Linked DNA regions of Gossypium hirsutum: region 1 is linked to region 2. A link is a contact called in public Hi-C data. All regions are on one chromosome and are shown on one strand. The core of a region is the stretch at or near the end of the contact, and the rest is flanking DNA. Distances in the headings are between cores, read along the strand shown.

Region 1 (4,473 bases), core at 1,892-4,391, 140 kb before region 2:
CGAAGTTTGTTATCTCCTTTGCTTCTTCTTTGGTCTTACTTGCACGTGGGGTCTCATTATTGGGTTTTGTCCTCTCTTTTTTATATTATTTTTCTCACTGGGGATCCTTTGTTGATTTATCCTTTTTTAAATTATTATGTAATTAAATAAATAACTGTGAGTAATTTGAAATACCTCAAGATGAAAATTGTTTCATTGAAAAACAATATTAGAGCATTAAATACAAATCCCACCTCCACATGGTACAAAATTAGCCTTATTTGATTTAGACACATGGCACCATGAAAAGTTTTTTTAAAAACATCCGCTTTATTTCATCCAACTCATCACTGGGTAACTTGTCACCCATATACCTCTCCCTCTATTAGGCCACCTATTTTTTAGCAAGTACATACTCATCAAGAAGGTACTGTGATGGTACCACTGAGGTTTAACAATCTTGTACTAATTTAACAAAAGGAATGTTAAAGTCGTACTACACTTGTTGACAACCAATGTATAACGGTCTTGCTACTTGGCCGACAACACATTTTTCATATCTCGAAATTTTTTATGACATTACGTAACTGGGCAAAAGATTCCTAGCCTATAAATACCCTAATACATGACAATAAAGGGATCTTCTCCTTTTTCAACAACCCTAGCGATATACCTTAGCACACAATTTCCTTTCATTCTCCTTAATCCATTCCTCTTCTCTTCCTCTTTTTTCCTCACTTCGATTCCCCACTTGCCATAAGTGAACAGACCTTCTTATCACCACCATTATCTCCTCATTATTTTCCCCTTGCTAACATCCAGTAGCAACAATTGGTGTGGTGAATGTAGACTAAACATGGCCCTTTCTTCAATTGATGCCCCTCTTAACCCAACAAACCTAGAAAACCTTACAACAGAGCTTCCTTCAAACCAAACGCAAACTCAGCCACCTACGTTGGCTATAGAGCAACCAGCCCTCAATCCCAATTAAACGACACCACGCCAATCTCAAACTCCACATGGTGCTTTATCTTCGCTACCTAAAGACACTCTCCCACCATACTACCAATACACCAAATTCTTCAAAAAATCAACAATAACAACATTCAAAAACTTTAACAGTTTTACAAATTGGTACATGGGTTGGCTAAACCAAACTCTTATGACCTCAAAAAACACAAAAATTACAAGAAAATTACCTAAAATTACTTACCAATCAAGGACCGAAAGTTGAAAGCTTCAAAAATGGTTTTTCTTAGGTTTTCAAAGCTTGGCCGACTAGGAGAATGAAGAAGATACAAAAATCCCACTAACTTATTCCTTTTATACATTGATTATTTGTTAATTAAGCTTACTTAGTTAATTAAATCAGGATTGGTTTAACTTAATTAGCTATTAATCTATCTAAATGCAATTCCCCGTCATCTTTTACTATCACATATTCCAAAATGGTTTGATTTTCATTTTGGACCTCTGGCTAATTGCAACTTAAGTCCTTAAACATTTGGCCAATTAAAAACCTATAGTGATAAAACTTTTACAATTTAGTCCATGTGCCTAAATTAACTATTAATTCAACAAAATTACTAGACCAAACTTTAATATACTTTTTTACCAACTCTATAAATATTTGCAGACCCGATTTATGAAAATGAGGTTCCGAAACCGTCATTTCTAACATCCCTAAAAATCGAGTTGTTACATCCCCTGCTTGCTTAGACACTTGAGACAATAGAGGCTATCAAATTCAAATGAACAAGGCTCCTTACTGTTGCTTCCATAGTTATCATGAGCTCACTTCCTCTCCGGAAAATATTTTTTTTATCTAGATTAAGCATTAGGGTATACTAGAAACCCTCCGCCTATGAGTCAACCATCCGGTAGGGCCATTTGAAACAATTTCTAACCTAAGAGCTATATTAGAGGAACCAATCCCATGATAGGGAGGCGGGACCATCTGATGCTCAAAAATATGACAAGGGCAATAGCCTGCATGAGGGGTTATTAATGTCTTGATTAGAGGCAATGTAGAATGGACCACCTCTAACTCTAAACGGAAGGCCTGTCTCCAAAACATTGTCTGTTGCTACTCTGTTGAAAAAGCCCAAAGCCTCCTCTTCTTGGTAGCTTCAATTCTCGGAGGTAGATGAACGAGAAATATTGGATAATGAAGTGGATTCTGGTAGACACGTAAAGTTCAGTTGATATCTTCACTATTAAGGCCTTATATCAAATACGCCTCAAAGACAGAATTAAATTATAAACATTTGAAAAGATTAAAATGTAATTTTATTAATTTAAAATTTTTTACAATTTTTAGAGATTAAATTATAAGTTAATCATTTTAAAAGGGTTGTAATTAAATTATAAATTTTTAAAGTTCAAAAGAATAAATTATTACATGAACTTAAAAAATTTTATTATTTTAATAAAAACTAGATAAACATTTGTCATAAGTCAAAACCATTACTTGCCTCTTTGGGCTAATTGTTAACAATTACAACTCCAACCATATTTGATAAACACATGGCTACAAAACTTACCTTCAAAACAATCTTTAGTTGACACATTAATCTTAAGTTAGATGATCCAAAACATAAATGTCTGTTTAAAAATAACATATAATAAAAACTAAAATGTATAATTTGGAACTAATTAATAATAACACATAAAATGTATACAATATCAAAATAAAAATATATATACAATTGTTTATTGTTGTGTTGTTATCAATCCTGAGTTAGTATCGAGTTAATTTATGATACTGACTAAATTAACAATATTATTAATATATACAAACATAAAATTAAATTTATATAACAAATATATTTATTAAATTTTGATATAAAAACTAAAAATTGTTTTGATTTAATTGGTAAAAAAAATTTAGATGCGTGACGTCTTAGTACAAATTTCTCAAATCTTATTATGGATAAATTTTTATTGATTTATAAAAATATAAAAAAAATATTCATATAATTATATAATTTAATTTTTAAATAAAATGATTTTCTTTTGATAATTGAGTGAGATCGGATTTATTTTTGATAATTCATTAAGTGAGATCCAATTGATAGATGACATTTAAGTTTAATAAATGATATAGAGATACAAGTTAATATGATATATATGGGCCTGGACTGGATATTGATGTTGGATAATTGGGCTAATAATTTCGAACCCTTTAATGGAGATGGCGGTGTAGAGTGTAGACTCAATCAGAACTCAGAAGGCTCTAAACCACCAACTTCAAGCCTCCAAACCCTAGAATTCTCGTTTTTTCTGCAATCTTCTCAATCTCCTGGCAAATTCAGTAGGGTATTCTTTTCTTTGGGAGATATTTATCTGAATCTGAATCAAGGAAAAATGGGGAAGAACGAGAAGTCAGGGGTAGGGAGAGCCCTGGTGAAGCATCACAATGCAATGATACAGCAATCCAAAGAGAAGGGAAGGTTTTATAAGAGCCAACATAAGAAAGTATTGGAATCGGTAACCGAAGTTAGCAACATCGATGCTGTCATCGAGCAGGTTGAGGAAGCTGATCAACTTTTCTCTATCCACCACCCCACCCCTAACCCCCTCATCAATTTGTAAGCTTTGCCTAAGTCTTCTTCTTCTTTTTTTTTTTTTACATGATGATATAGGTTTAATATTAGTTGTAAAACAGTAACCGTGTTTTTTAAGTTAGTAGAAGTTTGGGTTTTTTCGTGTAAAGATATTGCCTTTTGAAGTAATTGGTTGGTTGCATATTTGGGTTTTTATTTTTTTATCTTTTTTTTTAAATTTCTGAAAGTTTTTGTTTCTGTTTCTTATGTTTTTAAGGCTTGGACTTTGATTGTAATACCATTTACGTGAGATTCATGGTTGAGGGTACGTCTGTTGCAAGTATTTTTAGGGACTTAGATTGGTTTAATTTATTGTTCAAAGGGCTCTGTTCTATAGGCTAGTAGTATAACTTTTTTGCACTAACATTACCGGAACAATGTTCTTGTGAATTAGTACTTATGCTACTTTGCCTTTTTGAGATTTTATTTAGTCCCATAATCCCATCAATTCCACCATCCCACTATTTTTGGAGATGGTTGCAGGTAAGTATCTAACCCATGTTTAAGTTGAATGTGTTAATCATAGTTTTTGCCCGTATATTTAGTTCCCCTACTTCACTTTTCTGAGCATTCTATATATAGTGAGTGATTCCTGGACTTTTTTCTGTTTCTTTTAAGCTTTACCATGTCCAAGCCAATGCTTTTGATACCAGTACCCAGTGGTTTATCTGATATCTGTTGTTTTTTACTAGGGATGTGAGCTCAAGCATCAGCGATATGACACCTGAAGAAAGAAGAGAACAGCAGAAGAAAGAGGAAGCACTGCATGCTAGTAGTCTCCGAGTTCCGCGCAGGCATGTCTTATTCTTTTGCCAAAACTCAAATCGAGTATCATATGTATGATTGGAAACTAAAGAGTTTTCTTTCTTTTCATATAGGCCACCATGGA
Region 2 (3,976 bases), core at 1,205-3,704:
GAGCCTTACTGTTTTGAGTTTTGAGGCTAAAATGGTTGAAAACTAGAGTTATAATAATAAGGAATCCTTATCCTTTGATAATAAATAAGTAGGAATTGATTGGCGGACAATGGCCATGTCTGGCGCCGGCACTGCCCGATAATCAATTGTCTCATTCCTGGATCCCAAGATATACAGCTCAGGCCGATTGACCACTCCCTTATCCCAATGCCCTATTATCCGCAACTTGTGCTCCCCTTCCTTAATTGCCTCTCAACATACATCTTAGCCAAACGATCTCGGCTTTCAACTTGGACATTTGTTTTATTGCATTGCCTATTTCCTCTATATATCAAAACATCCAACTCTTGTTTATTTCAGACAATTATGAATCCATCAAATATATGCATTTCTCATTAAATCCTTTTTTTTTCTTTAAAGTCGTGGGATAATTTTTTATATAAAGGATATATCCATAATGTTAATACTTTATATTCAGATATACATGTATTACTTAAATTATGCTAACAATCATGGACTTTTTCTCATGAAACGGAAAAGACTTTTGGCCTATATTTTTTTATATACTTAAATCTAGATCTAGGTGTTCCATGTGTTACGTAGACTTCTAATGATAATATTTTATAAATAAATAATTATTATAAAAAAATTATAAATAAATCTCACATCTTGAATCACAATATACATAATAATATTAATTTGGTATGTAATTGGCTCTCTATATTCCTTAAATTCTTGAATTTCAATCTCCACAAGATTAATTTTGTTACCATTAGGAAAAAGTTTATGGATAAAATAAACCATACTTTCATCTCAAATTGAAATTAAAAAAAAATGCAATATAAAGAAAATATTACTATATGCTCAAAAAAGTGAAATATTAATATATTATATCCTTTTGTCATGCAAACATGCATCAACTTCTTAGATACTTTTGTCATGCAAACATGCATCAACTTCTTAGATAATATGGACCTGATATTGATCATGATTTAAAGAGGTGTTCAACTAGATCATCCGCTCGACAGAGGGGTGAACACACTCTCGACATGTTAAGGAGTCTATTCAAGCATAATAATCTCGTATTAATAGAGTCCCCACAGTATACACCCATGATTTTCTTTTATGCATTAAGCAAGATTAAATGTTTATCTTGCCATATCTAATGTACAAAAAAGACCTTTTCTATAAAGAGCTAGCAAGCAATGTAAAAAGGATCAAACTACTAGACACCCTAAAGTTACTCTAAACAACTTTATACTTACATCCTCAATTTATATATCCTCTTGTTCTTGTTTAACTCTCTTCCTCTTTAGGTGAATTGACATCCGTAAACCAAAGTCATCTCCTTCCCATTCCTTTTCCTGTCGATCCTTATATCAACAAAATAAAAAAATTAAAAGAAAATTGCAATATAAAAAAATGCTTGGAAAATAAAATAAACACGTGAACATATATGCACTTGTCAAAAAATTATTAAATATGCTGATATACTAAATATAAATATATTGCGGGTAAAATCTTAATTTGATTCACACTATTATTGTTGAAATAATTGTATATAAACGTAAATAAACTTTCACTTTTAAGTTTAAATACTGAGAGTTAAGAGTATATAAAAAATCAAAAAAGATAATATATGATATATATGAATTTTGTTTACTTAAAAGATCTACTTGAGTAAAATTGGAGTAATTAATTAATTAATAGATACATGGATGAGTGCAGTTGGCACAAATGTAGAGGTTATAAAACGGTAACGTCATTAAAGACGATCTCTTAGCATACCAACATTTTTATTTTTAACGACAGAGTGATTTGTGTTTGATGAAGGGTGTGCAATCAATCGTTTTCAGTTGACCTCATCCTCCAAAGTAAAAGTCGCATGGATTTCTTAAAGGCTCAGCCCATAAAATGCGTGGGGACTGGGGCGGATATCCACGAGCTACATGAGGAGCTGTCGGCACCACCCCATGCAACCCTCCATAACAAGACAAACCCTTTTTTTTTTTAAAAAACAAATTAGAAATGAATCCAAACTCTGTTATTACATATAAATCGCTACTGCTGATCCTTATGCGTATATATTGGTAAGTTATTTAACTTTAAAAAAAAAAAAAAGAGTTGAAAATGATAATAAGAGAAAGTATTATTTAAAGAGAGAAAGTCAAAGTGGGAATAAGGATTGAGGAGCAGGGTGTTGCAACACCGACGCCTGCCCCAAAGCTCCCCATTTAATGCCTTTAAACTAAAGTCGTTCGAATTTTTTATTCGATGCCAGACCCTTTTGAGCTTTTCTTCTTTCAAAACCTTGGAAATGGTCCTAATTAATTTCCCTTTCTCCATTTCCCTCTAATTTTGCATTGCGTGTTTTGACTTTATTTATTTATTTATTTATTTATTATCAACAGCTTGCATTTGTCTATGCATTTTTCTCCTCTCCATGTATAAAATGCCTCCCTTAACCCTCTCTTCCACCAGCCATTTTTGCAAGTGTTTTGATTTCAGACTGAGTTTGAGGTAACTACATTTCATTCCATTTTTATTTCCCATCATCATATCTTCCATATATAGAGTGTCATAAAAGCTAGTTTTTGTTTGTTTTTGCCTATAGATTTAGTAACTCCAAAATACATATATATAAAAAGTATGGATGAAATTGAGATTCCTTCCCTTTTTCTTTGTCCGATTTCCCTTCAACTAATGAGAGATCCTGTTACCATCTCAACTGGAATAACGTACGATAGAGACAGTATAGAGCAATGGTTGTTTTCATGCAAGAACAAGGTATGTCCGGTAACGAAACAAGTGTTACACGATTCAGATCTAATTCCAAATCACACTCTTCGTCGTTTGATCCAAGCATGGTGCACAGTCAATGCTTCCCATGGAGTTGAAAGAATCCCAACACCGAAGCCTCCCATCGACAAAACCCAGATCGCCAAGCTCCTTAAAGATGCGAAAAAGTTCCCTGAGATGCAAGTCAAATGCCTTAAAAGGCTCAGATCAATCACCCTCGAAGGTGAAAGAAACAGAAGCTGCTTGGAAGCTGCTGGTGCAGTTGAATTCCTTGTATCAATCATCAAGACTTATAATTCTACGTTATTACTTGAAACCGAAAGCAATGAAGGGCCCGAATTTTTAAAAGCCAGCGATGAAGCGTTGAGCATTCTTTATCATATCAAGGTCTCGGAAAGCTGTCTAATAAGTATTATTAGCAATGATTATGAATTTGTGGAGAGTTTAGTGCAAATCCTGAGAAATGATAGCTACCAATCTCGAGCATACGCCACGATGCTGTTGAAGGATATTTTTGAAGTGGCAGATCCAATCCATTTGATCAGCCTTACGCCCGATTTCTTCACCGAAATCGTGCACACGTTGCGTGATCAGATCTCGCAACAAGCCTCCAAGGCAGCATTGAAACTCCTGGTGGAGCTTTGTCCATGGGGAAGGAACAGGATCAAAGCCGTGGAAGGAGGAGCCGTGTTCGTCTTGATCGAGCTTCTTCTCGAAAGCTCCGACAAGAGAGCTTCGGAGCTGGCGATGGTTGTTTTGGACCAGCTCTGTGGTTGCGCCGAAGGGAGGGCGGAGTTCTTGAACCACGGAGCGGGGCTAGCAATGGTGTCGAAGAAAATATTCAGGGTTTCGCATGTGGTAAGCGAGAGGGCAGTGAGGATTCTGTCATCGATTTGCAGGTTTTCAGCAACATCTAGGGTACTTCAAGAGATGTTGCAAGTTGGGGTAGTGGCAAAGCTGTGTTTAGTGCTTCAACTTGATAGTAGTTACAAGACCAAGGAAAAAGCAAGGGAGATGTTGAAGTTGCACTCTAGGGTTTGGAGGAACCATTCTTGTATTCCATCTCATTTGTTGTCTTCTTATCCATCTTCTTGAGATTGGCGCTCTGATTTTTCTTTATTATTGCGTATGTAGATATATCGAAACAAGCATGGGGGAAATTAAATCTGATCTCCAT

Evidence for each region. A called contact is a pair of places that touch in the nucleus more often than the background predicts.
Region 1: a contact with region 2 is called in a Hi-C map of leaf, with 2.8 times the contacts expected there. The contact joins the promoter of LOC107889227 here to the promoter of LOC107889224 in region 2. A contact is called at or near these places in 13 of 34 Hi-C or Micro-C datasets (anther, callus, hypocotyl and 2 more).

The regions. Positions count from the first base shown.
Region 1 is chrA09:66,805,568-66,810,040 of Gossypium_hirsutum_v2.1, reverse strand. LOC107889227 (GTPase LSG1-2) reads left to right here and starts at 3,141. Exons shown (of 7, transcript XM_016813582.2): 1 at 3,141-3,569; 2 at 4,277-4,378; 3 at 4,463-4,473. The coding sequence starts at 3,346. It overlaps LOC107889229 (outer envelope protein 39, chloroplastic), which reads right to left and starts at 55. Exons shown (of 11, transcript XM_016813585.2): 1 at 1-55.
Region 2 is chrA09:66,668,246-66,672,221 of Gossypium_hirsutum_v2.1, reverse strand. LOC107889224 (E3 ubiquitin-protein ligase PUB23) reads left to right here and starts at 2,454. Exons shown (of 1, transcript XM_016813577.2): 1 at 2,454-3,976. The coding sequence starts at 2,650. The coding sequence ends at 3,894.